Regions from separate parts of the Sus scrofa genome. Here all the other regions are linked to region 5. The links are chromatin contacts, called in public Hi-C, HiChIP or PLAC-seq and promoter capture Hi-C maps. All regions are on one chromosome and are shown on one strand. Each heading gives the region's core, a stretch centred on a gene start, on an enhancer-like site or on the middle of the called end of the contact. The rest is flanking DNA. Distances are from core to core; before and after follow the strand shown. Region 1 holds the start of PELI3 (E3 ubiquitin-protein ligase pellino homolog 3). Region 2 overlaps C2H11orf80 (type 2 DNA topoisomerase 6 subunit B-like). Region 3 holds the start of NPAS4 (neuronal PAS domain-containing protein 4). Region 4 holds the start of ZDHHC24 (probable palmitoyltransferase ZDHHC24). Region 5 holds the start of RBM4B (RNA binding motif protein 4B).

Region 1 (4,570 bases), core at 1,226-3,725, 210 kb before region 5:
CCAGCCATCCAGCCTGCTCGGAGGTGGCCTCTCAGGGAGTTTCTCTTTGATTAATGAGTGCTTTTGTCCTCAAAGAGTGTGCTGTCAGCTGCCTTCTTGTTTCATCTGGCTGCTGGGGCCCCAGAACAGTTGGCAAAACAGTTGGTCTCTTGGGCTATTTTTAGCTGTGGGAGTTAGTAGGGTGTGCGGATGTGGTGGGTGATGGGGTCCAGGAGGAGTCTTGGAGATTGGGAGCTTCTCAAGCAACAAACTGGGGGGACAGAGGAGAAGTGTGCTCCCTTTCTGGAATGTGTGGGCAAATTTCACTTATCTTTCTTGACTGGGGCCAAAGGCCACCTCCTCTGTGCAGACTTCCTTGATTTCCTCAATGAAACTTGCACTTCAAGGTCCAACCTCTGGGCTTCCCCCCAGCTCTTGGTTATAGTTCCAATCAGACCAAGGGATAACGAGCTGTAGGGATCTTATCTGATTTATCTCTGGGTCTCTCTTGCCCCAAACCTCCGAGTGCCATCCTGCCATCCTGAGTCACAGCAACAAGGTGGAGAAGTCAGGAGCCCAGACTTTCAAGTCACATAGCTGAGAGCCTCTCTTGGCCCCTTTCTAGAAAAATAACCATGATGAAGTCAGTTTCCTAAATCTCTGCTTTCTCTTCTGTATAATGGGTGATTATAGTACTGGTTTCCCAGGAATTAAAGGGCTTATTTTTTTATTTTTTTAAGGGCCGCACCCACGGCATATGGAAGTTCACAGAGTAGAGGTGAATCAGAGCTGGAGCTGCCGCTGCCAGCCTACCCCACAGCCACAGCAATGCCAGATCCAAGCCTTGTCTCCGACTGAGGATCATCTCTGAACTACACCACAACTTATGGAAATGCTGGATCCTTAACCCACTGAGTGAGGCCAGGGATAGAACCCATGTCCTCATGGATACTAGTCGGGTTTGTTACTGCTGAGTTGATCTCAGAAAGACAGCAATGAGTGATGGCTTGGAGCGAGATCTTAATTTTCTGCTCAGGAAATGAATTGAACCTGAATATCCTGGTTGAAAACCAGGAATCCCAGCCACTAGACTAGCTAGAGGCTAAGACAGAACTGCCCTGACTCTTGCCCCCTGTTGAAAGCAAGACTGTTTCAAGGAGGCAAAGACTGTGAAAATAGGTACAAAGTTTATTGTTAGAGTCACCTTACAACATGTGGGAGAGCACACAGAGAAGTAGTTTATTTGAGTCAGAAGTAGAGGAGTGTGGGTGCCAGTGTCCCCCAGTGAGGAGCGCACCAGAGAGGTGATTTAAATCACTTATATAGGAGAATTCTTCCGGGTCTTTGTTTGCCTTTGGCCAGTTATCTTATTTTATCTCTCATACCAGACTGGGCACGGGACCCTCCCCAATAGGTATGCACATCTTTTGGCAGGACTTATTATGGCCTGGAGCCCCCTCCCTTTCCGACCCCTAGGAGTCTTACAGCGTATGTGTAATTGGGGAGGTCTCCTTGACCCCAAGAGTGATGGAACCGGTCATCTCTTTTCCACTTCAGCAGAGCTCGGCTCCTGCAATTAACTTTTTCCTTTAAGAGTTAAAGAGAAACAAGGCCCAATTTACTCAGCCTAACAAGTCCCAGCTATTCTCAGCCCAGGGGCCCATCTACTTCCTACCTCAGAGCAACGACGGGAACTCTCTTAAAGGGCTTATTTTGTTCAAATCACAGCACACAGCACCTGGCACAGACAGAGAGAGGAATTCTCTTACAAGTCCAGGCCTAGAGGGGACTACAAACCCCCAAAAGTCTCCATTCTCTTTGTGGCATCTCGGGTGGTCTGTGCAAGCTGGAGGGAGGGAGTGTTCCTGGACATGGGGTGGGGAGGGTGGCCAGAGCCGCCCAGTGAGAAAGTAGCCAAGCTGAGCTGGAAGACGGGTCTGCAATTGGGAGTCAAACGCAGCGGCTCTCCTCGGCCTTCCTGCAGACGCACACCCCCTCCCCCGCGTCCTCTAGTATTTTCCTTCTCTTTCTCCTTCCCGCCCCTGCTTCTCTCCTCCTCTAATGCCGCGGCTTCCCCATGTGGGAGGCGGGGTCTCGGGCAGGAAGTGGAGAGTCCCCAGACTAAGGCAGGGAAAGGGACCTCCAGCCCAGTGCCAAGACCCTAGCCTGTGGTCGGTGAGGGTAAGCTAGGGTCTCAGGGAGAACCCGGGAGTCCCCCCAAATTAGGGCGTGGTCTGGGGAGCCGAACTGGAGGAGGGAGTTCTGGTAAACTGCCTGAGAGTCCTGGAGCTGCGAAGTTGGGCGGGGGCGGTTCTAAGACAGTGGTGGGCGGGGCTTCCAAGGGCCGGGGCGGGGCCATATAAGGGGCGTCATCTCGAGAATGGGAGGGTCTCTGCCGACTGGGGCTAAGGCTCGCCGCAAGGGGCGGAGTCTTGGGTGGGGCGGGGCTTACACGGGGCGGGGCCTAGGGGCAGAGGGTGGGGCTTGGCTGTTCGCGCTCATACCCCTCCCTGGGCCCCGGGTGTCCCCGTGACGAGGCAGCGCGGAGACGCCGCGGGCCGGGCCCATCCCGCTGCAGCGGCCCCTGGGCCGAGCAGGGCGAGGCACAGAGGGAGGCGGCGCCGAGCGGGGGTCGGGAGCGCGGCCAGGTGAGGCCGCCGGGACGGAGGGGGCGCGGGCTTCGCCAGGCGGGCCCCAGCGGGCGCGGGGGGCGTGTTTGTGTGTCTGAGTGGCGGGGGTACTCGGTCCGAGGGCGGGCGCCTGTGGCTCTTTGCGCGATCGCTCCTGCTGTCGCGGGTCCAGGGTGGGCTCTGCGCCCGTCTGGGCATTGCCCGCGGGGCTCGGGTTGTGCGGAACTGTGTGCGTGCGCGCGCGTGTTTGTGTGGAAGGGCCGCCGGGTGTATATCTGCGTATGCGCTGGGCTGTCATTGTACCTGCCCCGGGCGCGGGGCGACGGCCTGCCCCGGCGCAGTCCCTCTTGCGCGGAGATGTTTTCCAAACAGGCTTCCTGCGGAGACAGGCTCTGCTGCAGCCCGAGCGGGAGGGGGGAGCTCCGCCCCCACAGGCCTCCAGAGACCCGGGGCGGCCCAGGGACTGCAGATTGACACCTGAGGGAGGGAGGGAGGGGGCGACCGCCTGGGAGGGGTCCACAGGGTGAAGACAAGATAGGGAGACTGAGGCAGATGGATAAGGAGGTAGAGGTGGTCAGACAGGCAGAGATGGAGAGGAGGGTGGGGAGAGATGGTGAAAAGGACAGCGGTGGGGACAGAGAGTCATTGAGAAAACAGACAGAGGCCTAGACTGGCAAAGGGGCAGAAAGATTAAGATGGACAGGTAGATTCCAAGAACCTGACCGAAGGATTACTCAGAGGTCTTAGGGCTGAAAGCAAAACCCAGGAACTGAGTCTAAGACGAGCAGTAAGGGCCCTCAGCCCCTGCGGGTGCCTTTCTCCCAAGCAGATCCCAGACTGAGGTCCTGGCCAAAAAGAAGCTTCTGGCCACCCAAGCCAGTCCATCCCTCTGGCCTTGCCGAACATTCTGACCCTCTGACTGTGGCCCCTCCCTCCCGGTTCCATTCCATCCATCTCCCTTCTGGGGTATTCCAGCAACCCTGTCAGCTTAGTGGTTGCCATAGCAACAGTGTGGGTGAAAGGTCATTCTGGTCTCAGCCTAGGTGGCCTGCAGCAGCTGGCACTGAGGGGCGTTGGGATGAGAGGCTGCAAAGCTCTCTTTCTTCTCTCTCACTCTGCCCAGAATGGTGCTGGAAGGAAACCCTGAAGTGGGGTCCCCCCGAACCTCAGACCTCCAGCACCCAGAGAACCAGGGCTCTTGCATCCTCTCTTCTCCCGGTGAAGATGCACAGCCAGGGGAGGAGCCCATCAAATACGGTGAACTCATCGTTCTGGGGTGAGCCTCCCTGATTCCGGGGGAGGGGTGGGACACCAGGCACCCCACAGGACAGCCAGACCAAGCACCCCAGCTCACCCCACTTACAGCCTTCTGCTGTTTGTCCCTCCTCCCCCTCCCAGGTGAGAGACAAAATTGCCCAAATCCACTTCAATTCACAATTGTTATTTTAATCTTCCCATTTTTCATAAATGACTGAGACAACTCTAACTGCCCCCCTAAGTTTCTGAGCAGAAGAAAGTAACGGCAGCTGCCTTTCATAAAGCATGTAGTGTGTATAGTCCGGGGCGAAGAACTCTGGTACGCCATCCAAACTGCTTGGTTTTCACATCCTGCCTCTGCAAGTTGCTTAACTTCCCTGCGCCTCTGTTTTCCCGTTTACCAGTAGGGACGATGGTAATAATAACTCAGAGGGTTGTCAGCAGGAATGGATGCGGTGATTTCCGCAAAGCACGTAAAACAGTGCCCGGCACGTATACCAAGTGTTCTGGGAGGCAGGCCTGTGCCGAGCCCTTTCATGGACATTATTTCATTTCAATCTTCACAAAGATGCTGTGAGGAAGGAGGTGAGGAAACCGAGGCTCAGAGAGGGGAAGTGACTGGCCCAAGGGCACACAGCTGGTAAGTGGCAGGGCTGGGATTTGGACCCAGGTCTTTCTTACTTTAGGTTCTAGTGCATTTTCAC
Region 2 (4,410 bases), core at 230-2,729, 130 kb after region 5:
CTGAGCAACCGTAAGGATTACATGTATTTAGCAGTGTGGAGTAGTGTAACAAGTTTTGGGAACAGAGGCCTGAGTTCAAACCTTGGCTCATTTACTTGCTGGCTATGTGGACTTAGGCCTTTACTGAACTCTGAATTTCTTTTCTTCTTCTTTTTTTTTTTTTTTTTTTTTTTTGTCTTTTTTGCCATTTCTTGGGCCACTACCGCAGCATATGGAGGTTCCCAGGCTAGGGGTCGAAGCGGAGCTGTAGCCGCCGGCCTACAGCACAGCACAGCAATGCAGGATCCGAGCCGCATCTGCAACCCACACCACAGCTCACGGCAATGCAGGATCCTTAACCCACTGAGCAAGGCCAGGGATTGAACCTGCACTGCAACCTCATGGTTCCTAGTCAGATTCGTTAACCACTGCTCCACGACGGGAACTCCTGAACTCTGAATTTCATCTACAAATTGGAAAAAAATAATAGTCCCACACAGGGCTATTATGAAGTAGAGGGCTGGATGTGAACCTTTATAACACATGGTAGATTCTTAATAAATATTGGTTTCTTTCCTTCCTTCCTTTCAATGTGTGCTGACCATTTGGTATTATCAGTAGGGTAACGCATTCATTCCATATCGGTTGCTTCCTTTTTTTTTGTACTTTTTTTTTTTCTTTTTAGGGCTGCACCTGTGGTGTATGGAAGTCCCTAAGCTGGGGTCAAATCAGAGCTGCAGCTACCGGTCTATGCCACAGCTTCAGCAACATCAGATCCATGCTGCGTCTGCATCCTGCACCACAGCTTATAGCAATGCTGGATCTTTAACCTACTGAGCAAGGCCAGGGGTCGAACCCATATCCTCATGGATACTAGTCAGATTCATTTCCATTATGCCACAGCAGGAGCTCTGATACTTTTTTTTCTTGAAAAGGTAGTATAATATATACAAAATTTAAATTAATAACTAATAAATTTTATCACTTAATTTTTGACTTTGTATATTATCTGCATTATATAATTATAACCAAAATATTCTATATTCACATGTAATTTAATATTTCCCCCTGTTTGAACAATCTTTTTTTTTTTTTGGCCACACCTGCAGCATATGGAAATTCCCTGGACCAGGTTGCAGCTGTGTGTTTAACCAATATTCCTGTTGTGTTGGTTTAATCTAATTTAATAAACCATTCCCCTAATGATAGACGTTTAAGTTGTTTACATTCTTTCTGCCAGTATAAATAGTACTTCAGTTAATATCTTTATGTGATATCTTGCTTCTTTTGAATTATTTCCCAGAATAAATTTCTATAAACAGAGTTAATTGGTCAAAGCAATTAACTTCATAATCTAGTGCATCTTCTCACAGCTTCAGCTTTCTGGATCATGTGGATGGCACGAGGTAGTGAGAAGAACACTATACTGGCAATGCTAGAATCAGCCCTAACTTCTACACGTGCTAGTTGGGTGGGTCACTTCTCCTTTTTGAATTTCATCTACAGAATTAGTGTATTGTAGGAGGTGATTACGTGGTCCCCTTTGACTCTAATATGCTACAATTCTATACTAAAGAGAGGAAGCTGTGACCCATTCTTGATGGGTGTAAACTATGTCACTTTGTTCTTTTTCTCCCTAGAAGACGTTCCTGTTTCAGCCTCAGTTATTAAGTAGAACCTCCCCTCTCTTGGAACTTGTTTTAGAGGAGAGCAGTGTATATAACCTCTTCTTGAACAGGTGGCTCTCAGGGATATTTATCTCCTAAAGAGAGGAGAACAAAGACCTTGTTTGAAAGATCTTGCTTAGGAGCCACAACTACCTGTCTCATGTCAAATAACCCAGACCTTTTTCCTCCTTCTCCTGTGTCCGTAACAGCTGAGGAACACGAAGGATGTCAGTGGTTTGCTTTTCTCTTTGTCTCAGCCTCTCCCCATGTAAACTTCCTGTGGGCACTTAGCTTTGGTTGGCAGTACTGGAACTCAGCATATTCTATCTCTGGCCCATTTTAGGCATCTGACACACAGGAATTTGCAACCAAGCTGCATAAATCATTTCATGAGATCACCCAGCACCAGTTTCTTCTCCACTGCTCATGTGAGGTGAAGCAGGTAAGCGTAGAGTAATAACCAGACTTTGATGGAAATCTTCCATGTTGAAGTGTGGGAACCCTGAACACAGGTGGGTAGGTGCGGGTGCTTTAGACTGCGCAATCGCGGGTTAGCCTTTCAGCATGGAAGCCTGTGGTTTAGAAAAACTTTATAGAATTGAGTATTACATAGCAACTAAGAGCATGGTTAGCGATGTTGCTTGAATTCCATTTCTGCCACTACCTGGTTACATGACGTTCTTGTGGAAGCTATTTAACCTTTCCAAGTCTCAGTTTGTCAGTACAACAGGCATGATACATGCCTAAAATGATCACTGTGAGGTTTGAATACAATCATATATGTAAAGTGCTAAGCACGTAGCTACTTTTGTGATGATGACAATACGGTGGAATTCTTATGTTTAGCTTTGCCTAATGAAAAACATACTTTTATCTATTCACCTTTTTCCCCCTGTTTTTTGGCCATATTCATGACACATGGAAGTTCCTGGGCCATGGGTTGAATCCAGGTTGCAGCTGTGACTTATGCCACAGCTATGCAACACCAGATCCTTACCCCACTGCACTGGGCTGGGGATCAAACCGTCAAGGCCACAGAGACAAGCCAGATCATTAACCCACTATACTGTACCACAGCGGGAACTCCCCATTCACCTTTTTGGATGCTGGAGATAGAGAGTTGCATTAGTTGGGGTCTCTGCCCTGATGATGGTCAGATAGTTACAGGCTTCTCTAAGGAGTGAAGAGAAATCATAGCTGGGAAATTGTATGTATTTCCAGATTCTGTGTGTAGGTAGTAGTAGTGTTCCAGCTGAAGCCCACTTCTCTAACTCCCTTTGTAACAATCAGGAATTAAAGTATAAGATGAATAAATAAACAATATTAAGGGTGAAATTATATTCAGTGACTTTTCTGATATTAAAGTAAAAGATGAATAAATAAATGATATTAAGGGCAAAATTATATACAGTGACTTCTGGCCAAGATAAAGTAACAGGGACCAGATTGACCCTCCTGCCCGAAATAACCAAAAATCTGGACAACAACAAAAAATACAACATATGAAACAATGGTTCTCAAGACTTTGGGCCTCAGACAATGAATGGGGTAGCTATTCCTGAGATGGAAAACAAACACAGTGAGCCCTACGATTGTCTTACACACTGCCTAGAAAAAGCAGGGAAGCTAGGGCGTAGGGAACAGGCATCTAGGCAGAGCCTAGTGGGCTCTCTGAGTTAAATAGATGAAGCTGGGAGTCCAGGGATGCCAAAGCAGCGTAGGTTTTCAGGGCAGAGTACTGGAGACGAGACGAGACAGCTGCACCCAGAGGTTCCTCTCTCCAGTATTCAGCTGAATACTGATCGGCTCATTCAGGTGAAGAAACTGTCCCAGTGAAGAACCACCCAGAAGGATTAGAGGGAACAAAATGCAGAGCTTCCTCAGGGCCAGGAATAGTACCTATTCCCATCAAACAGAGAGGAAAGTCATAATTTATGGAGTATTAGGTAGAATACTAAGAATAGTCTTGCCTCAGGAATGGAGAAAAATTACATCTACAGTAGACACTCCTCTGGTTCGGCCTAACAAAGCTCAAAAGCAGAAGCAGGACCTGAAGGGATCAAGTCGTTTCCAAGTAATTCAGTGGCATCGCAGAACAAAAATTCAAGAATATTTATAAGAATACAAAAATATCCAGCACCCACTAAGGTAATATTCGTAGAGCCTTGACTCTAACAAAAAACTAATAAGGTAAGAAGAGGAAAATACAACCCACAATGAAAACTCAATCAGTTGATCAATCAATGATCCAATCAAAACTGATCCAGAACCGACATGGAAGATAAAATTAGTTGACAACAAAAAAAGTTGTTATAATTGTCTTCCATATGTTTAGGGAACTAGAAAAAAGATTGAACATACTAAGATGTGGAAGGTATTTTTTAAAAAGAACCCCAAATACATTTTAAGTTGAAAACTAATGTCTCTGAGGTGAAAATTATACTGATTACACTGAATAGTATTAATGGCACATTAGACACTTAAAAAACACACAGCAGCAGAAACTATCTGAAATGAAACACAGAGATTAAAAAAATAATAATAGGGAGTTCCCATCATTGCTCAGTGGTTAACAAATCCGATTGGGAACCATGAATTTGTGGGTTCGATCTCCCGCCTTGCTCAGTGGGTTAAGGATCCGGCATTGCCGTGAGCTCTGGTGTAGGTTGCACATGACAGGCTCGGATCTGGTGTTGCTGTGGCTCTGGCGTAGGCCATCAGCTACAGTTCTGATTAGACCCCTAGCCTGGGAACCTCCATATGC
Region 3 (4,468 bases), core at 1,337-3,836, 250 kb before region 5:
GCGTGTGCCCCATTCTTTCACTGCAGATCTGCTCAGCTTACTGGAGACCAGCTGGACCCAACCAATACACACCTCTTATCATGGAGAGGAACATCAGGCATGTCCCTCAATCAGGAATAAAACACCATGAGTGAAGAAAACAGGAATACTGCCCTGGGTTTTCATACAAGAAGGGGGTCCAATGATCAGGAGCTGGTCCAAACAGAAGCTTCAGCAAGGGGTGGGTAAGTACATCAGGGACCAGATAGAGATGAAATTGGAACAAACTTTCTGAAGGAGCCACTTTTATGTCCACCCAGGTACATAAGGTTGGGGGTAGTGGAAGGCAGACAGACAGACAGACCTACCTCTTCCCTCCCTCTCAATTGTGCTACTGAATATAGGATGGTTGCTCTGGATGTCCCAACCTCTGCAAGATGCACAGGATGTCAGGACTGGGTCCGCAGAGACCCTTTTCTTAGCTAGCCCTCCTCCTCCCACTCTACCTGTCTTACCACCACCCTTTTTTATGAAGAGTGAAAAAGAGTTCCTTGACCCCAAATTTCGCTTCTTGGTGTCAAAGTCTATTTCCACCCCTCCCATGTGACTTTCTACAAGCAGGCCGATCCCTTTCCCCCAGCTTCTTCTTCTTTTTTTTTTTTTTTCTTTTTGCTATTTCTTTGGGCCGCTCCCGCGGCATATGGAAGTTCCCAGGCTAGGGGTCTAATTGGAGCTGTAGCCACCAGCCTATGCCAGAGCCACAGCAACGCGGGATCCGAGCCGCGTCTGCAACCTACACCACAGCTCACGGCAACGCGGGATCATTAACCCACTGAGCAAGGGCAGGGACCGAACCGGCAACCTCATGGTTCCTAGTCGGATTCGTTAACCACTGCGCCACGATGGGAACTCCCCTTTCCCCCTGCTTCTAAGTGACCTCATTTCCTAACCCTAACCCTAACCCAGCCCCTCAAGTGACTTTGCACACACACCCCTACCCCACAGAATTCGATTTCAGATAGAATGTCCCATAGCTTATTTTTCTACTTTCATGGGATTCTAGGGGAAACAAAGGCACCCCTCAGCCCCTGTAGACAGTGATCACCGGTGCTGAAAAGAGAAAGAAGGAGGGAGACAGAGCAAAGGAGACATGATGTTGAGACAAAATTGACAAAGGAAAGAAGAGAGACTCCAGAGAGCAGAGGGGGAACGTTTGGTGGGTAGAGGGCTCACAAAGCTGAGACAGACCACTAAGCAGGCAAAGAGGTAACAAAACTAGCTGGGGCCGGGGGAAGGGGGGTATGTGGAGCGTTGAAAGTGGAGACACAGGGAGAAGTCCTGCCGCTGATGATGGGGAGGGGGTCGGAAAGCACTGTGGACAGCCTGACAGAGTTAAGGGGTCCTTGGTAGGTGCTTGGAACCTGCAGAGGGTCCAGAACGCCCCCCCTCGTTTCTCTGCTGCTTCTCCATCTTCCCCGCAGGAGGCAGAGGGGGAGCCCTCCCGAGCGTTGCGGAGGCAGCCAGGCCCCGCCCGTTGCTGCTGCTGCTGCGGCAGCCGCGGGAGGATTCCTGTCCTAATATGGAGCTGGGATTCCCCCGGCCCCGCCCCCGCCCCCAGCCCGCGGGGAGACCGAGCCTTGCAGTCGCGCGGGGGCAGCCGCTGGCTTTGGGGCTGGCAATGGGGGAAGGGATACTTAGGTGTAGACCCAGATTCTCCGCAGGCCCTGGGACCGGCCTCAGTTTCCCCCCGTGAGGGACTGAGGTTAATTAGTGGACAGAGAAACAAAGGGTCACTGCAGACTGCCGAGTTGGTGCAGGTGTTCCTATTTTGGGCTGTGGGAAAATAGAACCGAAGCCAAATTCAGCTGGTCCCTCTCCCTCAGGATACCAGGACCCTTTTCCCACTCATCCTAGAAGCTTAGACCCCCGCCCCCAACTAAACTCCCCCTGCGAAATCGCCAAGACCTGGGTTTGGAAAAGGGGGAGGAGAATTGTTCTTTGAAAGTGATAAGGGAATCCCACAGTTGAGTAATCTCTAGAGAGAAACCCCAGCTCTGACCTATCCCACAGAGGCCAAGGAAGGTCCTTCTCCCCCCGTCCCTCCCCCGAAAGAACGTGACCTTGGCACAAAGGGAGGGGGAATTTGTGTACGACTCTGCTCTTCCCCATTCCCTTATCTCCTTAGAAAAATCGGTGACGGAACCAGTCCCTTCTGCCCTCTGCAGACTCTCCTGCCAGGGGCTTCAGACCGCCTCAGCCCTTGCCCTGTCCCTTCCCTCAGCTGAACACATTCGGGTCCCTGCACCCCCTTGCAGGCCTTCCTAACGCAGCGCTTGCCTCTCGGCTCAGCTGCCGCCAGCCGCGGCCCCCTCCGCAGCCTCCTTCTCCGCGTTCCCCACCCCCCGGCACCCCTCCCGCTCTCGTTCTACGTCATGGGATGACGTTGGATGCCTGGGAGGGAGGAGGAGCGCCCCCCCCACCAGCCAGCAGCTCCCGCTGCAGCTAGCTTAGCCCAGCCTCCCGCCCCCCCTTTCTCTAAAGCGAGCCCCCCACGCCTGACGGGAGCTATATAAGGCGGAACAAGGCAGGCGAGGGGGGCAGCGCAGCCGAGCGGAGCCCAGGAGAGGAGAGAGAGCGAGCAAGCGAGCCTGAGCGAGAGACGGGGAAGCAAGGAGGAGGAAGCCACCGGTGCGTCCGGACAGGAACGCAGGTGTTCGGAGCGCTCGAGCTGGAGCTCTGAAGCCGCTAGTCATGTACCGCTCCACCAAGGGCGCCTCCAAGGCGCGCCGCGACCAGATCAACGCTGAGATCCGGAATCTCAAGGAGCTGCTGCCTCTGGCCGAAGCAGACAAGGTCCGGCTGTCCTACCTGCACATTATGAGTCTTGCCTGCATCTACACTCGCAAGGGCGTCTTCTTCGCTGGAGGTGAGCAAACTGGGGCTGAGACCCAAGCATCAGGGATAGTGAAGCTGAGGGAACCCGCTGGGACTGCCTCAGGTCTAAGGCAGCGTGTCTGCGAGCTGGGGTGAGGAGGAACTTGGAGAACTCAGGATTTCCTACTTTTCCTCCTGAGCTCTGTCCAAACCTGAATGAGGGTTAGAGAGCTTGGGCAGTGTCCCTGGTGCCAGACTTATGGCAGGAGGAGAGCCAGGACACGATGGCCCCAGTCCCCACCAGCGGAGAGAAGCTCCGGGAGCCAAGGGAGGGAAGCCCGGGAAGTTGCAGGGACGGAGCTGCCAAAACATGGGGAAACAACCGCCGTTAGAGATACTGGAAGGGCAATTCTGCAGCTGTTGAAGCGCTGTCCGCGGTGCTGACAGAGCCACGGGGGTTGCAGGGCACTGCCCATGGTGCTGAATGCTCAGTAGCCTTCGGGAGCGCTGTCCGTGGTCCTGAAACCCATACCGGCAGATGCCCCAGCCCCGACTTAGAGGTCGAAGGGCTCGCTGGCTAGAGAGATCCAGCAACAGGTTCCCCGGGCAAGAGCTGCGAACAGCAGGTCAACAGGTGTGTGCAGAGGCAGGTCCATGAAAAAGTCCTCTGGATTTTCTGAAACTCAGTCCATGTCTTTCTCACTTCTGTTTCGCTTCTCAGCCTTATTCCTGACTCATCATATCTTCTTACCCTGCAGGCACTCCTCTGGCGGGCTCCACAGGGCTTCTCTCAGCTCAAGAGCTTGAAGAGATAGTGGCAGCACTACCTGGCTTTCTGCTTGTGTTCACAGCGGAGGGGAAGCTGCTCTATCTGTCTGAGAGTGTGAGCGAGCATCTGGGCCACTCCATGGTGAGTCCTGAGGGTCTTTTCAGATTGGGCTCTGGCACAGATGGGGACATAATAGCTTTCCACTTCTGAGAATTTGAGAATTAATGGGTATGGAGGGGTTATATCCTACAAGATGCTATGTACCAGGGATTGTTGCCTTCACTAATGGTCATCTCTTCTTTATCTTTCTCCAGGTGGATCTGGTTGCCCAGGGTGATAGTATCTACGACATCATTGATCCAGCTGACCACCTAACTGTGCGCCAGCAACTCAGCCTGCCTTCTTCCCTGGACACTGGTAAGAACTTGCTTCTCCCTTCTTCAATCTAATATCCCTCCCGTTGCCTTGCTCCTTCTTGTTTACCATCTCAGTCATTCACTTGCTTACCGATTTTTCTCTTCACTCACCTAGATCGCCTGTTCCGCTGTCGCTTCAACACCTCCAAGTCACTCAGGCGCCAGAGTGCAGGCAACAAACTGGTGCTTATTCGAGGCCGATTCCATGCTCACCCACCTGGAGCCTACTGGGCAGGAAATCCTGTGTTCACAGCCTTCTGTGCCCCACTGGAGACAAGACCCCGGCCTGGCCCTGGCCCTGGCCCTGGTCCTGGCCCTGCCTCTCTCTTCCTGGCCATGTTCCAGAGCCGTCATGCTAAGGACCTAGCCCTACTGGACATCTCTGAAAGGTAAGCCCAGAATGTTCAGACCCCAAGACAAAGTCAGGCCA
Region 4 (4,719 bases), core at 893-3,392, 130 kb before region 5:
ACCAGCCAGAAATCCCATCTCCCCCCAGGATGGGCCTCAGCCTCCCCGGCTCCCCACCTGTGAGCAGCATGAGCCAGGGCAGCAGGAGGAGGGCGGCCGTGTGGAGGGGCGTGTGGGCTCGCAGCAGAGCTGACAGGGCCGGGCCCAGCAGCACAGAGACGTGCAGCAGGACACCTGCGGCGTGAAGCAGCAGACACAGGAAGGGCCGGTAGTTGTGGAAGCCCACGCAGCGGCCCAGCAGGCGGCAGTGGTGGTCCCGGCGGAGGATGCAGATGCGACAGGCGGAGCAATGCCCACTGCGTGGCGGCACCTGGCTTTGGCACTGGTAGCAGTAACTGCAGGGAAGGAACCACAGGGTCAGTTCCCCTGGCAGCTCCAACTGCCCCACATCATGCCCGGGTCAGCCCCTGAACCTGTCCTGGGGAACAGACACAGCCACAGCCCTCGCTGGGTATATGCAAGCCGAGCACTACTTCCCAGACCCTTCTTCCACTTCTAGAACAGCAGGTCTGAGGGCTCGTCCAGCTCTGACAGCCCCAGTCCTGAGCCCCTTCTCTGGCTTCTAACATCCAGAGCAAACTTCTCATCTCCACTGTCACCACTGTGGCCCGTCACCACGAACTCTACCCTGGATTGTTGCAGCAGCCTCTTGCCCCATCTCCCTGATTCCACCTTTGTCCCCAGGATGTTTCTTTTCTATTTTTTTTTTTTTTTTTTTTGGCCACGGATGTGGCATTCAGAAGTTCCTGGGCCAGGGATTGAACCTGACAACGCTGATCTTTTGAAAATTGAGGAGTTCCCGTCGTGGTGCAGTGGTTAACAAATCCGACTAGGAACCATGAGGTTTCGGGTTCCATCCCTGGCCTTGTTCAGTGGGTTAAGGATCCAGTGTTGCCGTGAGCTGTGGTGTAGGTCGCAGACGTGGCTCGGATTCTGCGTTGCTGTGGCTGCGGCGTAGCCCGGTGGCTACAGCTCCGATTAGACCCCTAGCCTGGGAACCTCCATATGCTCCATATGTGGCCCTAGAAAACGCAAAAGGAAAAAAAAAAAAAGAAAAGAAAGAAAGAAAATTGAAATCATGCCCCTCTTCTGTTCAAAACCCTCCAACAGCTCTCCATTTCGCTTCTAGTAAAAAGCCACAAATTCAAAGGTTTACATCTCTAACCTCTCCTCTCCCCCATCTCACTCCACGTCAGCCACACTGGCTGGCTGGCTGTTCTTGGAACATGCTGGGCACACAACTGCCTCAGAGCCTTTGCACTGCCTGTTCCCTCTGCCTAGAACATTCTTTCCCCAGATGAGTGGGGCTAACTCTCCCACCCTCTTCAAGTCTTTGTCCAAATACCACCTTCTCAATGAGGCCTGCCACTCTGTTTCAAACTGCCATTTGCATCCTCTTTAAGCTGCTCTTTTTGTTTCTTTACCACCACCAGCTTCTAACATTCTATATTATTTGTTTATTTATTACACCTGAAGTTTATCATCTGCCCCCTCCTCCGCTAAAATCAGGAATACGTTTTATTGCACCTCCAGTGCCTAGAACAGTACCTTGCACACAGTAGGTACTCAATGTTTGTAAGTGAATGAATGATACTTCTTGTGGCTTCTGGTTCTAAAGGAGTTCTCTGGCTCCAACAAGCGGATCTTTGTAAACTGGTTCTATCATCAGGTCCTAGGGCCCTCCCCCTGCCCCAAGCTCCCCCGGCCCCACACCCCACCCCTGCCAGACCCCGTGCCCCACTCACGCCCAGCCCTGGCCCAGACCACGGCCGGCCAGCATCACACCCCGGATGCTGGGATCCGAGCGCAGGAAGAGCCCCACGTTGCCCAGTAGGTTTAGCAGCTGGAAGGCTGCCAGGGCAAGCTGCAAGGTCCGGGCCAAGGGTCCCAGCGGGGGAGGCCCAGGACCAAGCACCAGCACGTAGGCCACCTCCAAGCCCACAGCCGCGGCCCACAGCGCAGTGAGCACAAGGGGCAGCCGCGCGTGTGCCCCCTCGGCGCTCCCCACCGCCCAGGGCTGCCCCATGGCTTGGGCCCACCCGCGGTGGGATCGGGAGTACCCCGCCGCTTCCGTATCGGGGCGGGGATAGTGTCAAAAGGACGTCTGCCACGACCAATAGAAGCTGTGAAGAGGTGAGGCGAGCTTTCCGGTTCACAGGCGGCGGCAGGCAGATACCGAGATGTGATTGGACGGCCGAACGAGCCAAGGAAAGGCTTGGAACCTCGTCGGCGCTAGAGCCTGGTAGGGCGGCGCCGTTATAGCCCCGCCCACCCGCGGAGGCCCCGCCCCTCCCGCCGTTGCTGAGTCCCCGTCCCGCTGGCTGGCTCGCCAAAGAAGATAGAGTTGCAGCCTCAGTGGCGTCCGGGTTTCCCGGCTCAGCACATTCTCCCTCAACCCTTAGTCGCCCCGATATTAATAGCCCTGCCTCGGCCCATCCAGTTGGCTTGAAGCCCCGCCCCCTCCTCTAGTGTCTCCCCTCGTCACCCGAGAAAACATTCAAATCAACTCTGCGCCTCGGTGTTTCTGACTGTGAAATGGGAATAATGCTCCTTGTTTCCCACCAAGGGGGCGCAGGAAGAGGGTCAGGAGGAGACCCCAAAGGCAGATTAGAGAGGTCTGCAACCGCTATTGTTATCGTCATCTCCGTTGTATACCTGAGGAAATAGATTCAGAGAGGGCCCGTGACTTTCCTAAAGTCACACAGGAGCCAAAACGCGAATCCCGGATCTCCGCTATGAGATCCACCCCAGCGCCTCAAAATTCTGCAGTCTCCTAGTCCCAGGACAACCTCCTGCCTGGTCTCGAGCGCCCTCGCCCCAATCCGGCCCCTCCCTCTTCCCCCATATTTAGCGCGAATCCGATCCGGGGCTGGGTCTGCGGCTACTTAATGCGGTCCCCAAGTTCTGGAGCGCGCGGAGCCCAGCGGAGCCAGGAGCCCAAGCAAGATGATGATGGTTATGCAGCCCGAGGGTCTGGGGACCCGGGAGGGGCCCTTCGCAGGCGGAAGCGGCGGGGGCGGCGAGTACATGGAACAGGAGGAGGACTGGGACCGCGACCTGCTGCTGGACCCGGCCTGGGAGAAGCAGCAGAGGAAAGTGAGTGCTAGCCCATTTCCTGATGGCAAAACTGAGGCCTGAGAAGCCAGGCGGTTTGTCCTTGGCATCTTAGCAGGTGAGGGGCAGAGCCTGTCTTAAACCTCGGTGTTATTCCTTAGCCGAGGCTCTGCCCATCAGCCCCTGTTGTCTCCCAGGGCTGGAAGAGGGGGCTGGGGGACCCTCCAGTGGTTTAGGATAAGAAGAGTTTCCCCACCCCCCCCCCAGGGTTCATTCCCCTGGGCCTACTGCTCCATTTCTGCTAAGGAATATGGGGTGAGCGAAGCCCAGGAGATCCAAGTTTGAGGGTGGGGGTGTGGGGCCCCCCCACACACCCCCAACTCTCTGGTGAAATATTCCCAGACTCCACCTGAGGACTTGCAGCCAAGCAAATAGTGGACTTGGAGTGTGGGGGAAGGGGTAACCGTCCCAGACCCCCCTCTCACCCTCTCCCTATTCTCTCCAGTGTGATGTCCATGCTCACCTATCCCAGTTGTCGCATCAGGAAACTGAGGCCTAGAAAGGGGCCGAGATAGGACCCAAATCATACACTGTCAGAAAACAGGACCCCCGCAACCTGAGGGTCTTTGCCCATTGCCTGCCCCACCCCGATTCTTTCCCAGGATACCCCTCCCCACCCCAGGGGCCCTGAGTCTGCTGTAAAGGCCACAGGTGGGGGTGGGGGGGGTGGGGGGGAGCCCTGGGTTTCCTTACGTGTAACCTGACTCTCTGACCAGATGGTCACTCTGTGCTGAGGCAGCGCCTTGGAGGACCTGAGAGGGGCACATGGGCAGCTGCCACCCAGGCCCAGCCTTGTAGGGTACTTGGGCCTCCCCTCCCCGATCTATTTTCACTCCCAGACTTTCCCAAATGGAGAGGGTAGGACACCTGGGGACCTAAAAGAGAAAATGATCCGGACTGGAGTGAGGAAACTTTGGGGAGTGTCAGGCCAGGGGTAGGGAGGGCCCATGAGGTCATTCGACCCCACTCGGCATTTGCCAAAAGTGTATGACACCAGGAAAGGGCCGAGAACGGGGTACTCAGTGGAATTCGCAGGATCTGAGAATCCCAGGATTTAGAATCAGAGCACTTCCGCTGGGTTAGATGACAGGAGGTGACCCCAGGGGCTGGGAGGCTCAGCTGACTTGATGAGGGTGCCCTGGGTGACACGCCCCCCCGCCCCCAGCTCTTCCTGCACCTGTCTCCGAGCAGGGCTGCAGTCCTTGGACCCAGCCATCTCCCAGTGATGTCATCCCTGCCCCCTGGCTCCAGCTGCCACCTGCCCTGCAAAACTCCTCCCCCTACCCCCCCAAACCTCTCCCAGATCCAGGGTCACAGACCCCTCATTAGGCACATGCCAGCCTGTAACTTGCTTTCATCACTTCAAAGGTCGAGAGCATCCTCCCGACCCCACTTACAGCCACTCACCTCACCCATTCATGCAGTGCACAGCGTAGGTGCTCCTCACATTCATCGGCATCCCCTGGAACTGGACATTCAGGTTGTTTCTTTTCAGCCAATGTTGTTTATTACAAAGTGATGAACGTCTCTAGCCCCACCCCATCCCTGCTTCTCCTCCCGGTCCTGGAGCCCTCCTGTCTCTTCCCGCCGACACCTGAGTCCTCC
Region 5 (4,538 bases), core at 1,432-3,931:
AGCCATGCAGCCTACGCCAGGTCCCAGCCGGGTCTGTGACCTACACCGCAGCTTACAGCAACGCCAGATCCTTAACCCACTGAGTGAGGCCAGGGATCGAACCCAGTCCTCATGCATACTTGGATTTGTTACCCCTAAGCCACGACAGCAACTCATGAAAACCCCTGTTCTTAATGACTACTTTCCATGTCAATAAAAGTTCATTATACAAGATGAAAAAAAAAAGGTAAGGACATGCAGCATTATCCTAGAATATCTCTGCAGTTTGTACCTAACTCAGGCCGCATTTTTACATTTTGCTTGTTGCCTGTAAAAAGAGAACACCAGTTCCCAACACTGTCCATTCACAGTCCTCTCCTTCATCAAATGACGGTAATTAAGAATATTTTTAAAGCTATATGAAGTGCAACAGCTTCCAGACTACTAAAAGAAAAATATACATAAGGAAAGCTAACTACCACATTTTAAAGAAGTTTTTTAACCATAACAGAAATATACTTCTTGTTGCCAACACCACTCACCTTTTTTTTTTCTTAGGGCCGCACCTGCTGCATACAGAAGTTTCCAAGCTAGGGGTCGAACCAGAGCTACAGCTGCCAGCCTACACCACAGCCACAGCAACGCCAGATCCTTAACCCACTGAGCGAGGGCAGGGATCGAACCCACATCCTCATTGTTCCTAGTCGGGTTCATTAACGGCTGAGCCATGAAGGGAACCCCTCACCTTTCATCATACAGTGTTTTCACGTCAAAACACTCTCACGCCTAGCACCTCATTCTGGGCTCACTATCATCCTGTGAGGGAGGTACGGCAGGGGTCATTAACTCTCCTTTCTAAGTGGGGAAATGAAACACAGCAAGATTAAGACACTTGCCCAAAGTTACACAAGTTACAACTTTTGCCTGTGCTTTAAAGAGTAGCTAAAGGCCAGGGCACCACTGGCTGAGGCAGAGATATCTGACACACTATTTGCAATCTCTACTACTGGTAAACTTTCTTACCCTTTTCTGGTCACCTTTTTCTCCTTTCCATTTCTTTTCTGTTTTCTAGGTTTAGTAGAGGACTCTTGAGTAAGTGTTAACAACCCCTTTAGCGGCACTCGAGAAAAAAGGTCTTAATTTACAAACCTGAAAAGTGGCTGTAAACCTGTTGTCCAAGATGATGCTGTCAACAAGAAACTTGTAGAAGAGCACTATGCACAGAACTTTCTGTGATGACGGAAATGTTCCATATCTGCATTAATACAGCAACCGCTAGCCTCATATGACTCTGAATGCTTGAAAGGTGTGCAGCACAACTGAGAAACCAAATCTTAAAATTTCATTTCAATTTAAAAGTCACATGGGGCTAGTGGCTACCACATGAGCACAGTTCTAGAGTCTTCAGACAACCTCCTGGCATTAACGACAACATATGTACCTTTATTAATAACATAAATAATACAGCAGCCTTACTGCAAATCTCATAAGCAGGACCATCACTCCCATTCAACCTAATATTTTTAGAAATTTTCTTTTTTTCCCTTCGAGTTAAATAACAGTAAGTGGAACAGTCTAGTCCCTGCCATGGTCTCTGGACCTGCTTGTATAGTTCACAGTACTGAGCAAATCTGAGCAAAGAGCTAATCCAGAGTCACCACCAGGAACACCTCTAGATGTCTCGGTTCTCCTTTCCCATAACTCATACCTCAAAGCAGTAAAGAGTATAAATCTTAACCATTTAAAATCTCAAAAAATAAATAAATAAATAAATAAAACTAAAAGGAACTCCCTGGTGCTTCAGCAAGTTAAGGATCTGGCATTGTCACTGCTGTGGTGTGGGTTCGATCCTTGGCCCAGGAACTTTCACATGCTGTGGCCGCAGTCCAAAAAATTAAATAAATTCTCTAATATAACACTTTCCATCATATCATAAAAGAAGCAGGTAAGCCACAGGCCTTCGTCCTCCCCTCTCCCATGAGGTACTCATTGGCCCAGGCAGATTAAACCTCCAACAGCACTTAAGTGAATGAAGGCTGCAGGATAAGGTAACCCCCACTGTTTGAGATTCTACAAAGTTGCTGAGGAACATCTTGGCAAAGGTGAAAAGGAGAAGTGTTTGCTTCTCCAAGAGTAAGTTGTGCTGAAGTGTGGTAAACATACAATCTATTATTTCCAACCGAAATAGAATGGAAGACACCACCCTACCAGACCCATGGTCCTGTGTTTCTGCCTCTGTCTAGAACTAGACCCCACTCACTCTCGCCACCCAGGCCCCAGGGCAGTTCACCTTGAAACTCTGTGTTGTCAAGGCCCCTGATGGCCTCCACCGCATCCTCTGCCCGCTCCATGTGTACGAAGGCATAATCTTTCACGATGTCACATTCGATGACTGGACCGTACTCCTCAAATTTGGCCCGAAGCTCTTGGTTGGTACAAGTAGGACTGATGTTGCCCACATGCAACTTGGTTGAAGCTTTGCTCTTATTCTTGCTGGCTTCCACGTTGATGTTCACCCCGTGCAGCTTGTAGTGGTGCAGGTTGCGAATGGCATCCTCGGCCGCCGTCTTGTCCTCTATGTGTACAAAGCCGTAGTTCTTAATGATGTCACATTCCAGCACCTTCCCATACTGCTCGAACAGTGAGCGGATCTCCTGCTCTGTGGCCTCCCGGGGCAGGTTCCCAATGAACAGCTTTACCATCCTGACAAGAGCCTGGGAGAAAAGAAACGAAATTTCCAAAAGTTAGCAGTGGAGGAGAAATTTTCGGTACACTGCATTTTGGATTAATCCTCCGAAGTTCTTGGCATCTTCAAGATCCTCACATAGACATTCATTATTCTTCCAAGAGCGGAGGGAAAAGATTTGCTTTGAAAGAGTAGTGTAAGCTCTGTGTAATGTGCAAACAGAGCGGGTGTCAGCATGCATTGCATAGTCCAACATCTCTGTAAAATGAGGCACATTCTAAGCACAGGGTTGGTTTAAAAAACTCTTTTTGGGGGAGCAGGTACGAGAAGACTCCAAGCTGGGAGCAAGAGGCATCTATCTGACTGTCCCTGGTAACAACGGTTTTGGAGGGAAATCTGGGTACCTCTCCTCCGTGCAGCATCACCTTTCACGATACTCTAGGAATAAAAAGGCCTCCTTGGCCCCAAACTAGGACCACCCCTCTTCAAGCGGCCCAACTCCAGTTCCTTCGCCCCAACAAAGACTCGACCTGACCCCTGCCCCGCCCCCTCCGGAGACCCGGCCCCGCCTCCTCCCGTTGTCTTCCCGGACCTCTTGCAGTGTGAGGAGAACGGCAAACCCTAGGCCGTCCCCGTCCGCCAGAGACCCGGCCCGGCCCGCTCCCAGGCCCCCCACACACCCACAAGAACCCCTCGCACCTCCGGGTGGCGGCGGCGGTGGCGGCGGCTCCCGCGTCAGAGAGAACCCTACAAAATGGCGACGGCCGCTCGAGCCTCGGCGGGACCGGGCCCTTTCTCGCGCGCCAGCTCACGCACGCGCGAGTGCGCGCTGCCTCCCTCCCCTCCCCCTCGCGGGAGCCGGGCGACCAATCCCGCGGCCGCATACAAATGGCTGCCCGGGGCTCGGCTCCCAGCCGCCCCGATACAGGGGCGGGGCCAGCTGGTGACGGCGCTGCGGCGCGGAGGTCAGCCCGCCCCCTGCCCCCCGGTAGCCAATCACCACCCTGGAAGGTGGCGGGTCGGAGCTCCTGCGTCAGAAGGGCTCTGGACGCAACCACTGCCTGGGTGAAATCAGAAGCCCGGGAGAGTCACTAAGCATCACAATGGATCGTGCTATTGGGCCATGGGGGTGGGGGAGGAGGGCAGTGGCTGATGACAAAGGGTTATCTCACTGGGTCCGCTAAAAGGCGGTTTTCTCAGAGGCCTGGCCATCCTCTACGGCCGCTTGGGAGAACGTTTGAGAAATACGGGCGCGCCACATTTTAGGCAAACCTAATCTTTCTTTGTAGAGTTTTTAAACATAATTAAAAATTTTTAAATTGCAAACATTATTCATTGGTGAGGAAACGGAGGACTAAAAATGGCAGAGCTGAGTAGCTCTAAGAGGCTAACTTAGTTAAGTTTCGTTTGTCATATGTATTGAAAGGCGAGTTTTCCCTCCCTAGCTAGAGAACTAGGCCCTAATTGTGTGTCATTCGCGTTTCTGGTCCTTGGCGAGCACACCAAAGGAATACCTGGTGTGCAGGCCCAGAGAGGGTGCTTGTTTCAGGGGTAGCCCAGCGTCCCCACGTGCACACCAAGCCGCGGGAGGGCTGGGAAATTGAGTTCCCCGGCACTTCCTCGCTTTCAGAACTCAGCTGTGGTCCAAGGGCACCTCCTGGTGGCAAGAAGGGAAGTTATTAATGTGAATTACTCGCTGTTAGCTTTGAACAAAGAATAGACATTTATGGAGATGGATGGCCTGAGCTTATCTGCAGGTAGAGCATGCCAGGTTGGTTGTCAGTCACCGTTCCTCCTTGATATCCTCTCAGATACTATCAGGCACAAATTCTCCAGGCTGCTCTCTTCCTGCCCAACTACTTTGTTATGTTTC

Evidence for each region. Promoter capture Hi-C pulls out the DNA fragments that hold promoters and counts their contacts. Hi-C and Micro-C count contacts between places; a contact is called where the count stands out from the background. HiChIP or PLAC-seq counts read pairs in DNA pulled down with a chosen protein or histone mark.
Region 1: a contact with region 5 is called in an H3K27ac HiChIP or PLAC-seq map of alveolar macrophages. The contact joins the promoter of PELI3 here to the promoter of RBM4B in region 5.
Region 2: an H3K27ac HiChIP or PLAC-seq map of alveolar macrophages shows a contact between it and region 5. The contact joins the enhancer-like site here to the promoter of RBM4B in region 5. A contact is called at or near these places in 2 of 5 promoter capture datasets (fetal skeletal muscle and liver), 10 of 47 Hi-C or Micro-C datasets (embryonic fibroblasts, fetal skeletal muscle, liver and 3 more) and 2 of 2 datasets of contacts at active chromatin or transcription factors (alveolar macrophages and skeletal muscle).
Region 3: a promoter capture Hi-C map of fetal liver shows a contact between it and region 5, with 6 times the contacts expected there. The contact joins the promoter of NPAS4 here to the promoter of RBM4B in region 5. A contact is called at or near these places in 4 of 5 promoter capture datasets (fetal liver, fetal skeletal muscle, liver and 1 more), 8 of 47 Hi-C or Micro-C datasets (embryonic fibroblasts, fetal liver, heart right ventricle and 5 more) and 1 of 2 datasets of contacts at active chromatin or transcription factors (alveolar macrophages).
Region 4: a contact with region 5 is called in a Hi-C map of liver, with 4 times the contacts expected there. The contact joins the promoter of ZDHHC24 here to the promoter of RBM4B in region 5. A contact is called at or near these places in 1 of 5 promoter capture datasets (liver), 3 of 47 Hi-C or Micro-C datasets (heart right ventricle, liver and skeletal muscle) and 2 of 2 datasets of contacts at active chromatin or transcription factors (alveolar macrophages and skeletal muscle).

The regions. Positions count from the first base shown.
Region 1 is chr2:5,957,691-5,962,260 of Sscrofa11.1, reverse strand. It overlaps PELI3 (E3 ubiquitin-protein ligase pellino homolog 3), which reads left to right and starts at 2,475. Exons shown (of 8, transcript XM_013994053.2): 1 at 2,475-2,627; 2 at 3,648-3,885; 3 at 4,435-4,506. The coding sequence starts at 3,734.
Region 2 is chr2:5,608,535-5,612,944 of Sscrofa11.1, reverse strand. It overlaps C2H11orf80 (type 2 DNA topoisomerase 6 subunit B-like), which reads left to right. Exons shown (of 13, transcript XM_021082776.1): 11 at 1,990-2,088. Among named protein-coding and RNA genes, the nearest start is that of RCE1, 15 kb to the right of the region's middle. Within about 2 kb of position 1,479, at least 1 of the 83 cell types and tissues checked has an H3K27ac peak or open chromatin away from gene starts, as enhancers often do. A contact at or near this core is called in alveolar macrophages, where this site is marked.
Region 3 is chr2:5,994,058-5,998,525 of Sscrofa11.1, reverse strand. NPAS4 (neuronal PAS domain-containing protein 4) reads left to right here and starts at 2,586. Exons shown (of 8, transcript XM_003122496.5): 1 at 2,586-2,905; 2 at 3,612-3,763; 3 at 3,937-4,039; 4 at 4,154-4,427. The coding sequence starts at 2,731.
Region 4 is chr2:5,871,932-5,876,650 of Sscrofa11.1, reverse strand. ZDHHC24 (probable palmitoyltransferase ZDHHC24) reads right to left here and starts at 2,142. Exons shown (of 3, transcript XM_003122494.6): 1 at 1,746-2,142; 2 at 58-335. The coding sequence starts at 2,026. ACTN3 (alpha-actinin-3) reads left to right here and starts at 2,872. Exons shown (of 21, transcript XM_003122492.4): 1 at 2,872-3,096. The coding sequence starts at 2,947.
Region 5 is chr2:5,744,417-5,748,954 of Sscrofa11.1, reverse strand. RBM4B (RNA binding motif protein 4B) reads right to left here and starts at 2,681. Exons shown (of 2, transcript NM_001123188.1): 1 at 2,270-2,681. The coding sequence starts at 2,681.